2 separate regions of the Oryctolagus cuniculus genome follow, and region 2 is linked to region 1. A link is a contact called in public Micro-C data. All regions are on one chromosome and are shown on one strand. The core of a region is the stretch at or near the end of the contact, and the rest is flanking DNA. Distances in the headings are between cores, read along the strand shown.

The links. A called contact is a pair of places that touch in the nucleus more often than the background predicts.
Region 2: a contact with region 1 is called in a Micro-C map of ear pinna, with 20 times the contacts expected there. The contact joins two enhancer-like sites. A contact is called at or near these places in 4 of 6 Hi-C or Micro-C datasets (ear pinna, psoas muscle, skin fibroblasts and 1 more).

Annotation. Positions count from the first base shown.
Region 1 is chr2:138,438,976-138,445,173 of mOryCun1.1, reverse strand. No RefSeq gene overlaps it. Among named protein-coding and RNA genes, the nearest start is that of LGALSL, 100 kb to the right of the region's middle. Within about 2 kb of position 3,248, at least 5 of the 8 cell types and tissues checked have an H3K27ac peak or open chromatin away from gene starts, as enhancers often do.
Region 2 is chr2:138,740,360-138,746,557 of mOryCun1.1, reverse strand. No RefSeq gene overlaps it. Among named protein-coding and RNA genes, the nearest start is that of VPS54, 40 kb to the left of the region's middle. Within about 2 kb of position 2,792, at least 2 of the 8 cell types and tissues checked have an H3K27ac peak or open chromatin away from gene starts, as enhancers often do.

The DNA of each region.
Region 1 (6,198 bases), core at 1,999-4,498:
AATGGCCAGGGCAAGGCTAGGCTAAAGCCAGGAGCCTGTAACTCCATCTGGGTCTCCCACTTGGTGGGCAGGGGCCCAAACACTTGGGCCATCTTCTATTACTTTCCCAGGACATTGTAGGGAGCTGGATTGGAAGTACAGCAGCCAGGACTTGAACCGGCATCTGTATGGGATGCCAGTGTTGCAAGTGGTAGCTTTTAACAAGTCCTCATGCAGTCGGTGTGCAGACTGCCTGGGGTGACCAGATGGGCAACACAGGTTGGCATCTAATGGCAGGGTCCTCAGTACCATGTTTAGGAATGAAGACATTTTCCATATTACTAGGAAGCTCCTGAAAGTTTTCAAACAAGGGCACCTCATTCATTCATTCTCAGGTACCAGATGCCAGCCCCAGGGCTGGACACAGATCCAACAGCAGATACGCCCACATGGGTTCCGGGCAGCTTTTAAGCAAGGGCTTATCTGGAGACAAGATAGCCATTGTCTGTGGTTTTAAAAAATCTTATTTCCTAGTGGAACATACACCTCTTTCGCTCTCCGGAAACAGCCCCCTCTGTGTGTGCCGTTATAAGCTGTACAGTCAAGTACTTAATGAAATTTCAAATACTACTGAGCAAACTGAGCAGGGGAAAACAGATGTGCGTTGCACACACACATGCACGCACAGCCTGCCGGAGAGCTGCTGCTTTGTGAGGACTTCTTCAGATGGACCTTGTAGCCTTTGACTTTTGCCAAGGGAGGGTCAATTGGCTCCAGGTGTCGCTGTGTTTTCCTAACCGATTCAGGAAGCTGTGGGCTGGGAGGGGGCAGGGAGCCAGGGACAAGTGAAAGAAGGCTAGAGGCGGGTCTATTCTGCCCCCCTTACCGCCCTCCCAGTTCCCTCTCCAGAGCCCTGTTGAAAACTGGAGTATGATTTCAAAGACAGGCGAGACTTCTCATCTGGATTAAATGCAAGGGACAAGGATGGGGAAGGAGCAGCGCCTCCTGGGGTCACACAGCTCCTCTGGGTTCTGGGCAGGCTGAGATTAGTGGCATTGTCCTCTGCTGGGGCACATCAAGAAAAGTGAGTTAAGGCCAGGGCCCATCGCGTCAGGTAGCAGGGAGGCTACTCTGGTTCCAGCGTTGGCTCCCTGGCCCCTGAGAAGGTAGAGACGGTTTTCTGCTGTGCTCCATCTCTTTGTCTCCACGTCAGGACTCCAGTGCCCTGCCTGCTCCCATGGTGCAGCTTGGGACTTCTTCCCCTGGACCACCCGCAGCTTTGTACCAGATCTGAGCGGGGAGGGGAGAGGCTGAGAATGTCCAAGCTCTCTGTCCTGTTTCCTAGCCCCATATTTGGGGACACAATGGCAGCCTTTCTGATGGAGGCTAACCTGTCCTTCTGATTCCCAGGGCTGGTTTATAGGAGACAGCATCTTGGAGAGTAGGTAGGCAGTGCCCCTGGGTCTTATTTTAAACTAATTGCATTACAAGGGGTGGGCGGGAAGGGAAGAGAGGGGGTAATTATAATTGGGGGAAATTTTTTTTAAGACCTAGTTTCAAAAATCTCAGACTTAATTTAGTGAATTTCAGTTCTGGGGAGGGGGTTGCTAAGCTGAAGCTCATCGCCTTCTGTCACTAATGACCGCGTCCTTTGTATCTGAGATCCTCCATAGCGACTCCTGGGCTGTTCACTGGATCATCCTCCTGAGAGCCTCGGTCCTGCGTGGGCGGAGACCCGCAAGTCAGGAATGGAGGCTGCCAGGGCTCAGCAGCTTTGGGATATGTCTTGGCCGCTGGGGCAGAGGCTGCCACCTGACCCCGCCCCTTATCCCTAGCTCTCCCCTCCTGCGTAGTGGCTCTGCTGGCTGTAGGGGGTGATTTGCATGTATCACCAGCCCGGATGTCCATCTCTAAGAGCCAGCAACCTTTGGGCCTTCCGGTTGCACGGAAGGGTGCTACTTCCTCCCGGGAAAGTGCATCCAGCTGTCCTGGCCATGGTGTCTTTATTGGAAAAACTATTTTCCAAGATCAGTGAACTCTTTAAAAAATAATAAAAAGTGGTGAGCCGCTCCACAGGCCCTGGGAGACTGTGTGTATGAAGATTGCTTTTGTAGGAGACAGGAGGGCAAAGGGCAAGGTGAATGAAGTGTCCCCTTCCCAATTCTGCCCTCAGCCAGTCCCCACCACATGGGCCCGCATGGGCAGGGAAGGTATGCATCCAGTTGACCTCACCCCCACTGCAAGGGTGCCTGAAACTGCAGATAGCACCAAACCCCATATAGACTATTTTTTTCCCTACATACATAGCTGTGATACAGTTCATCAGTAAGAGATTAGCAACAATAATAAAATAATAAAATACAGCAATTCCAACAATATACTATAGCAGAATTTACATAAAATGTATGAATTATTTATTTCTGGAATTTTCCATGGAACATTTTTGAATCATGGTTGACCACAGGTAAATCCCTGGAAGCTCAGGAAGCGAAACTGCAGACCAGGCGGGTGTGGGCACACTGTGTCGCGTGTCCTGACTCTGCAGGTGGGGAGAGTGAGGCTCAGAGTCTTGTGCAGGGAGCAATGGCGTGGTGGGGGGGCCCTCGGTCCAGGGCTGTCAACCTTGTGCTCCTTCTGATCCCCAAACCACCTGCCACTGCCGGCCAGCAGCCTGGACATGCACGCATTCATGGAGGCCAGGGTTTGGATCCCAAGGCAGGGCACTGCCCTACTTAAACTTTATTTCTGCATCTGTAAACTTAAGCAACGGTTATCCTCCCTGAGGAATCCAGGGAGTGGCCTTAGTTAGCCTCTTCCTGCAGGTGTGTCTGTCTGGCGGCGCCTGGTGGAGGAGCAGGGAGGGAAGGGTGGGACCAGCAGGGAATTTTCCCAGTTTTCCACTGGATCGGGCCAAGGCCCAGGGAGTGAGAGACAAACCCAGGATTCTCCGGGCGCCGGTTCGCCTGCCAGCCCCCGGCTCGGCGCGCTGCTGCTCCGCGGTGCTGTCCAAGGGTGGAGGCGGGCAGGCTGAGGGAGCCGAGGTGTGGATGCCAAGAGGCCAGCCACGCCTTGGCGTCACAGGGCTGGCCCCCAGCAGGCTGTGTCTTTGAGCTAGAAGGCAGCTTGTCGCCTAAGAATCTTCTGGAAGCGTAGTAGCTTCCTATGCAAGAGGGGGAGACCGCTTCCGAGCTGCATACGGTGTGCAAATCCCGCTTCTGCTTCTTAGCGGAAGACTCTTGGGAACCCCCCTTCAGCTCCCACGGGCTCAGGTTCTTCCCGACGGGAATGCTGCTGTCCACTCTGCACTGCCCTAGGGGGGAGTGGAGGCCGCCAGGCAAGCAGCACGTGCTGACTTCACTCGGTGGGGAGTGGGGAGGGGCAGCTTGGAAGTGGGAGAGCAAGGACGGAAAGCCGCTGGGCCTGCCGCCGCAGCCGGGATGGAAGGGGAGGCAGCCGTGAGTGATGCAGCGCGCAGAGACTGCGGTAAACAACCCCCTCTGCAAAAGGCGCTGCAGGAGCTCCGAAAAACCAGAAGCAGAAAAGTCATAAAATAGCACCACTGTTTTCTTGTGTGAGCAAAAATAGGCATGAAGACAAACCCAAGCCAATCTGGGACTAGGAGTCTAAATATGACTCGTGAGTCACCCCAGCTCCGTTCCAAGGGAAAGACTCCCCCAGCCCCGCACTCCACACCCTCGTCCGTGACACATCAGGGTTCTAGCTTTCCGGCTTCTCCCACCAGACTCCCAGGGGCGCCTCGCGCGCGGGCGGACCGGCCCTCTGGCGGTGGGAGTCCATTTCCCGAAATAACCCGGCGTGCGAGCGGGACCCACGCCGGCCCCGCAGCGGGCGCTAGGTGGCGCCAGATCCCGCGTTATGCGGCCAACACTGGCTCTGCCGCCAGGCCTTGTGCTTCCCAGAGACTTGGGGCGCTGTTTCAGTTTATGCCACATCCCTCGCGCCCCGCCAGAAGGCCGCTAGTTCTGCCGGTGCCCAGGCCCGGGTCGCTGTGGCTGCAGAAGCCAGTCCCCAGCCTGGAGGCTGGAGACAGCCGCAGTGCTTCGCTGAGCTATAAATAACGCCCAGAACAAGAAGTCTTTTACAGCTTCACTCTGCCCCTGGGTCAGGAAGGAAAAGAGCAGGGGACAAGGCAGCTCCTAGAGGCCCCTTTGTGAGAGCAGCCAGGCATTCTTCCCTCCCCTCTGACCTCCCCCGCTCAGGGCAACACAGATATTCGTGCCCAGGTAACGGGGGTTACAGGTGCTCTGAAGCGGCCAGTAGATACCCGCATGGCTCGGCGAGCCGCCGTCACCCGCAGGAGAGCGCCTGGACAGTGGCCGTGACTGTGGCCTTGATTGTTTAAAGCCATTTCCAGAATCTTTACTTAATATATGCTAAATTGGTCTTCTGTATATTAAGATAATTGAAAATTAATCTTGATGTGCATGGAAGGGGAGAGGGAGTGGGAGAGGGGAGGGTTGTGGGTGGGAGGGAAGTTATGGAGGGGGGGAGCTATTGTAATCCATAAGCTGTACTTTGGAAATTTATGTTCATAAAATAAAATAAAATATTAAAAAAATTTTAAAAATTAACAGAAAAAGAAAATAAAGCCATTTCCAGGAGGCAGGTGCGCAGCGTTGTCCGTTTCCAGGGATGCTGACTGACACCCCAGGGTCTCATGGGAGCTGGCGGCCCTGATGCTGTCTCTTTGAGACCATCACAGCCATTGTTGCTTCTTACAGTTGTCACTGTGTGCGAGGCACGCCAGGACATCACCTTTTGGCTCAGGCTTTCTGGTTGGCAGAGGCGGGCTGAATGGGGAGAGCCCCTGGAGGCTGGCGGTGCTTGTGGGCCACGAGGGAGTTTCCGGGACTGGGAGGCTGGGGCAGGTGTGCTGGGGGCCTCCTTGCCCCTGCCTCTGCTTGCGGCCGCAGACAGGAGATGGCCCTCACAAGCCACCGCTGGGGCTCAGTGAGCAGCGCCTGGTGTGCGGATGAAATTAAGGGCCCTTGGAGAGCAGCAGACCCTGGAAGAGGCTGGCCCCCGATCTCCCCTTCTGTGCTTAATCGGTCCCTTGTTTAGCTTTCATGAGCCAATCACCTACCCTCCAGAAGAAAGAATAACGGCCGGCGCCGCAGCTCACTAGGCTAATCCTCCACCTTGCGGCGCCAGCACACCGGGGTCTAGTCCCGGTCGGGGCACTGGATTCTGTCCCGGTTGCCCCTCTTCCAGGCCAGCTCTCTGCTGTGGCCAGGGAGTGCAGTGGAGGATGGCCCAGGTGCTTGGGCCCTGCACCCCATGGGAGACCAGGAGAAGTACCTGGCTCCTGCCATTGGATCAGCGTGGTGCGCCGGCTGCAGCGGCCATTGGAGGGTGAACCAACGGCAAAAGGAAGACCTTTCTCTCTGTCTCTCTCTCTCACTGTCCACTCTGCCTGTCAAAAATAAAAAAAATAAAAAAAGAAAAAAAGAAAGAATAACGGGTGTAACCCTACCTGGATTTTGTCACAGCCGTTGGCCACTTCCCACGCCCACTTGCTTCCCTGAGAGTCATTACCGAGTGTTATCCGAGCACTGGGCCCATTCATTCACCCATCACTGGCCACCCCTCCAAACTGTCCTCTAGGAAGGGGGGGGCGATGAGTGTGAGGGTTCCTTGGGTTGGTGAGAGTCCCATCCTGTGACTGTCCCCAGTGCGCACGAGCACGTTGGTGAACCTGCGGCTGCTCTGCCCATGTCAGGTCACTCTGGGGGGCCCTCAGAGGACGAGAGGCAGCTCTGCCTGCCCCCCCGGAACAGGCATCTTGCTGTCAGACTTTGAGCCTCCAGAACTGTGGGAAATGAGGTGCGTTGTTCAAGCCCTCCCGTCCCTGGTATTTGATTATAGCAGCCCGAACAGACTAAGGAATTCGCGAGTCTCTGTGAGGTCGCAAGAAGTTTTAAGCCCCCACAGAGCTTGTGGTGCGGTGGAGTTGAGGCAGGTGCAGTTCACAGGAACAAAAGGACAAGTAGTGACTCGGAGCCGTGCTGGCAGGAGTCCAGAGACCCGCTCCCTGGCTTGGTTGTGTGGAGGTTCCCTTTAAGGCAAAGAAAGGAGAGGGGTGGCTGGAAGGAGGGAGGCGGGAGGGACAGGGCAGCTGTTCTTGGTGGGCTTGGCTGGATCTGTGTAAGACAGGGTCCACCCTTAGATCACCCCAGAGCTCTGGCCTCACAGCTGGGG
Region 2 (6,198 bases), core at 1,543-4,042, 300 kb before region 1:
TTTAAAAATTTTTTTGACAGGCAGAGTGGACAGTGAGAGAGACAGAGAGAAAGGTCTTCCTTTTGCCATTGGTTCACCCTCCAATGGCCTCCTCGGCGTGCTGTGGCCGGCACACCGCGCTGATCCAATGGCAGGAGCCAGGTACTTCTCCTGGTCTCCCATGGGGTGCAGGGTCCAAGCACCTGGGCCATCCTCCACTGCACTCCCTGGCCACAGCAGAGAGCTGGCCTGGAAGAGGGGCAACCGGGACAGGATCCGGCGCCCCGACCGGGACTAGAACCTGGTGTGCCGGCGCCGCAAGGCGGATGATTAGCCTAGTGAGCCGCGGTGCCGGCCAAGGAAGTAGAACTCTAAACTTTCCGTATTTTTATATGTTAATAAATGAACGTTGTCTTAGACTTATTAAAAAAGACACATGCAATGCACATAAACACCCACAAATGTATAGCAGGATTAGCTACTAAAAGAGTTCATTTCATTTCTTTGGACATTGATGCAATTTTTAAAAATCTCTTGACCCATTAAAGATAGAGTCAGAACCTCATTCTTGCTTTTGTAAGAGAGGGAAAGACTTTTTACCCTTCTAGGCTAATAGCTAGGTCTCTAAAATAACTTTATGACAGATTAGAAAGCAAAAAGATATACAAATTTATTGCACACATGGGAGAGGGGCATGGCAGGAAGAAAGCAGAGACCTCTCAAAATGTGGGATTTGGGAGCCGATATCACATCTTCAATAGAGGAATGGGGAGAGGGATGTGGGCAACTTAGTGAAGAGTAAATGATTTTTCAGAAAGATGAATGGGCCCTTGGAAGACCAGATGGGAGATGTAATCGCTTGTGACGGTGTTTGAATGTGGTGTCCACTTCCACTCTCCTCTCCTAGGATAAGAATCAATCTTTCCTGGTTGGTGAAGCTCTCGAGGACAGGAGTAGAGTTCCTTGCAGAAGACCTGTCTTTAGGCAAAGGAGGGGAGTTCAGAGAAAGCTTTTCCCTGCCGTTTTTCTAGTGCCTTCAGCTCAAAATCATCATTACCAAAGCAGCATATTTTGGAGGGGCATGTCCCAAACTTCAGTTTTGCTTTTCTGAGGTTTTGAAAATATTCTTCCTTTTCTTGGGAATACTGAACACCAAGAAGACTGAGAACAAATATTTCATTAAATGAAATAGGCATTGTGCTTGGCCCAGCCTCCAGGGAGTAACCCGGGATTTTTGCAGGAACTCCTCAAGACCCAAGGAAGCTACCTGAAATGATCAAATTTTATTCTCAAAAACTTTCACTACCGAAGACTTGCCAGGACTGCGGAGGGTAGATAAAGACCCACAGACCTAGAAAGATTTAGGAAGTAATACGCTTGTCAACAGGGATTTTCTGAAGCCAAGTGCTGTGAACCACATTTGAAAACATTGCTTCTGAGTGTAGAAGAAAGAAGGCTTCCATGTTCAGAGGTAGGGTGATGACCATGCCTTCTGGGCACCATTCATCTGGATGAGTTTGCCTCTTTAGCCGACATTAAGGCCTCCTGATCTGCCCTCCTCTTTACACTCCTGATACACAGAGGTGAAGGCAAGTAGGGTTGTGCATTTATAAATTTTCTAAGGGGAAGCGGTTGCTCGGTGACCTTGAAAAAGCCCAGTGCTAATGCATTACAGCAGGTGGCAGCCTTTCCCCGGGAGAGAAGGAAAAGCCAGTCTGACCTTAACACAAAACTGATTTTGATTTTAAAGCTTTTCCCTGATGTGCCAAGTGATGTGTCCAGGACCTAAAGTGGACATTGGCTTTATCACAGAAGGAAGAAGAAGCGGGGACGCTGAGTCCTGGAAAAGGAGGTGTAGCTTTGCTTCTGGGGCCCAGACCCACCAACTGCTGGCTTTTGAGTAACTCAGTGGCTGCCTTCATGGAATCTGGTCAGGTTCAGATACCACCAGGCATGGTGGGTGAAGGCATTACCTTGAGATTCAGAATAGGGCTCTGAGCAACACTCAACACTCAACACTCTGCCTTCAACACTCAGGATGGAGCAGATAGGAATCACCTTGCTGTGTACTGTGAGGGGACCATTCAATAGCAGAAATACCCCTTTTCCTTCCAGATCAGTAACACAGCCTTTTAAACTGAGTGCCAATTACTTTTTAAAGGTGGTTAAGTTATTTGCATTCAAATTTGCAGAGTGCTCAGTGGAAAGCCAGGCTTCGCAGAAAAGCTTGACATTGAAAATAAATCCAATTTGTTTCTCTGTTCTCAGTGATAGGTAGGATTGTACCTATCGCTCATCAAGAAGGTGCTATGCAGAAAGTGATGTTATTCAAAACTTAGTGTGCCTGAAGAAACATTTCCTGAAATCCCTACAGTTGAATCTACTTTGTGCCTGAAGAAAAGAGGGGGACTGATTAGACAGGGAGAGCGGCAGGCACACACAGACTAATGATGACTATTGAAATTAACTTAAATTAAATAAAACTAAAAATTTATTTTCTCCGAGTCTCTAACCACATTTCAAGTGCTGAATAGCCATATGTGGCTAGTGGCTCCCAACCAGGTAGCGTTGAGTATCCTCAGAGGAAGTTCTGAATTGCACGGGACTCGAGGGAAAGCTCAGGACACGCTGTCAAGTGAAAAGGTGAGTGGGTGAGAAAAAGCCCTCGCTGTGATACTAATATTGTGAGAATAATACCTAAAGGTGGCAGGAACTTTAAATAGAGGACCTCACATAATCCTTAGGCTGATCCACCACTACAATACTGCTGCTGACATCTGTTGAAACCATTTTATGGCAGGCCAGACACTAAGAGCTCTGTTGTCAGAACTCGCTGGTCTTAGCAGGGACCCATTGAGGTCAGTACTGTTCTTGTTCCTGGTTAAGAGATAAGGACACTGTGCGGAGAGGGGCTTTATAGCTTAGTCATGGTAAGGTGGCTTGTAAGCAACAACTGAGATAAAAACCTGTACCTTTTTGGGTTGCAATAATTAAAAGAGAAGGCAATGAAAATGTCTAGCATATTCTGTTTGTGAGTAGAATCTGTTTTTTTAAGCCACTTTCCCCTCAGGCAGGCCCAACTCTTAGATTCTCTGTCACATACTTGCCTTTGTGGCTGAGGAAGGCTTTATGCCAATTCTGATAGTGCAACAATGATCTCCTGTTAGCCCGGATGTGAGCCACTTCCTTCCCCCAGAGCAGAATCTGCTGTGTGCACAAGGAAGCCGGTTTCTCAGAAGCTCACCTTTACAGAAACAAGTCTGTTTGGGTACAAATTTAAAGCAAAATACGTTTAAATTGAAAATGAAGACTAGAAATAATATATGGGAAAATGCTGTTTTCTCTGGGTGAGATTTTGAAAACATGTTTTGCTGTTCCTCTGTGTTTCGTAGCTTTTCTACACGAACATGCATAATGCAATTTTAAAATTCAAAGCCAAACATTTTTTAAAAGGATTTATTTATTTATTTGAGAGGCAGAGTTGGACACAGGAGAGGCAGAGGCAGAGAGAGAGAGAGAGAGAGAGAGAGAGAGAGATCTTCCATTTGCTGGTTCATTCCTCCAAATGGCTGCAATGGTGGGAGCTGGGCCAGGCTAAAGCCAGGAGCCAAGAACTTCATCCAGGTCTTCCACAGGTGCAGGGGCCAAGCACTTCATCCATCCTCCACTGCTTTCCCAGGCACATTAGCAGGGAGCTGGATGGGAAATGGAGCAGCCAGAATTTGAACTGGCACCCATATGGGATGCCAGCATTGCAGGTGGCAACTTTACCTGCTATGCCACAATGCTGGCCCCCTGTAGTGGACATTTGAGAAGTGAACCAGATCTCTCTGTCTCTGTCTCTCTTTGTTGTTCTGCCTTTCAAATAAATAAATAAAACAAAAACCTACTAAAGTGAGGTGGGCCCCTGGCTTCATGGTTAAGACACTGGTTAGGACATCCGCATCCCTCACAAGAGGACCTGAGTTTGATATCTGCCTGTGATTTCTGTCTGCAGTTTTCTGCTACTTCAGACCCTGGGAAGCAGCACTGATGGCTCCTGCAATTGGGCTCCTGCCACCCATATGGGAAACCTGGGTTAACTTGTTACTGGCTCCTAGCTTTGGTCAGGTCCAGCTCTGGGGGTTGCAGACATTTGAGAGTAAACCAGCAGATGGCAGTTCTCTATCTCTACCTCTCAAATTTAAAAATGTTAGATAGGGAAAGACAAAGGGGCTATTTTCAAAGTACAATACGTATGTGTGTTTCCCAGGTAGGATTCATTGAGTAGAAGAGCTACTACTGACTATGCTGTGAAGGTAAACAATGTAGAGGCAGAAACTAGAGGGTGAGAACTGCTCAGTAACTCGTAGCATTCCTGTCTCCTACAAAAGTCTGAGATTTTGTGGTTGTTTCAGTTTAGCAGTCTTCACATACTTTTAAAAAGTATATCTTTTTAAATCTATATACATTTTAAAGTTAGTTTTCTGTAATTAAATTCAGCATGCTGCTAAAGGGTATCTTGAAATCCTTTAGTTGGGGTGCCATGACGTAGCCGGTAAAGCCACAGTCTGCAGTGCCAACATCCCATATGGATGCCGGTTCGAGTCCCGGCAGCTCCTCTTCCGATCCAGCTCTCTGCTATGGCCTGGGAAAGCAATGGAGGATGGCTCAACTCCTTGGGCCTCTGCACTCACGTGGGAGACCTGGAGGAAGCTCCTGGTTCCTGGCTTCAGATCGGCACAGCTCTGGCCGTTGTAGCCAATTGGGGAGTGAACCAGCAGATGGAAGACCTTTCTCTCTCTCTCTCTCCGCCTCTCCTTCTCTCTCTGTGTAACTTTGACTTTCAAGTAAAATAAATAAATCTTTTTTTAATAGAAATTCTTTAGTCAAATCTGTAGGTAAGTCCACTATGAAATGGTAGCCAAAAATATTTTCAAATGTCTAAGTATCCCAGGTGAGTGAGTTTACAGAATCACTCACTTTAACAGCCAAATAAAGGGATTTGAAGTACATAATATAACTTAAAGAATCGAGGAATAATACAGCAGCAAGGACTCAAGAATTCACTCCGCCACTTGCTCACTTCCTCATTTGTCAGGCTTCCATTTCGTGCTGCTTGTTTGAGAAGGTCATTCAATCCAGTCTCAAACGAAAGGCTTGTGAATTCCCAGCAAGCTTCTGCCTAGGCAGACGTGGAAGCTGAGAAAGCATGACCTGACCAGGGAGGACAGAATCATCCCCAGGTGGCGTATGCAGCTGCAAGGGCTCGGATCCGCGAGGCCTTCCCAGAAACAGAAATATTCAGCCTCGTTTGCCCTCATTCCCCGACAGATGAGACCTGGCAGCCTCAGAAAGGAAGCGTCCTGGAATCAAGCCAGGCTCCTTTTGTGTCTTGTTTGACTGAAAGCAATTGAAAGTAAACAAAAACCTGAGATCAACTCACTTTAAAAAATTTACATACACACGTATGTGCATCTTGTATTACCCAAGGGATGCCAAGTAATCCACCTTTGCCAACTTAATTGTCTTTGCAGATGACTTGGTTGTCTCCTCCATTCTGCTTTGCACACTGAGATAATTTTCCAAATAACTTTTCTTCCTCACCAATGGAAATCACCAAGCTAGGGTCACTGAACTGACAGCCCAACACGCTTGCCCTGGGTTTCATGCTGCAAGCGTAGTTTCACAAGTGAAGCAGCAGTAGACTTTGCTTTCTGGAGTTCAGTTACAAGGGTATCCTCCACTCTAGGTTGTTCCCACCCTCTGGCTTTCTGAGGGTGTGTGCTGTGCTCAAGTGTCTCCAAAGACCTGGAAGGAAGATACATGAGCCTGGAGCTCAACAGCTCAACAGCTGTCTACATGGAACAGCTCAAAACTCGGGCATCACATCTCATCTGTAAAATGAAAAAAAGTCGAGAAAGAAAGGAGTTAGATATGTTCTTTTCTCCTTTAAGTGCAAAGAGTTGAGTTACTCACCTTCCTCAGACCATGGCACATGATTATCCCTAGGGGCCTTTTCCTGTTTTATTTTACTTTATTATTTTCCTTCTTCATCACAGCATTAGCAGCCAGGCTGCCTTTAATATGTGTTTGGGTGTGTATCCCTAAGTTGTTTTTATATAATGATATTTTATGAATGTATGTGTCTAAATTATGTAGTGTCCTACGACCCTCATTGTGTTTCCTTTTATTTAAAGAATTGATTTATTTGAAAGACAGAATGACAAAAAGAGAAGC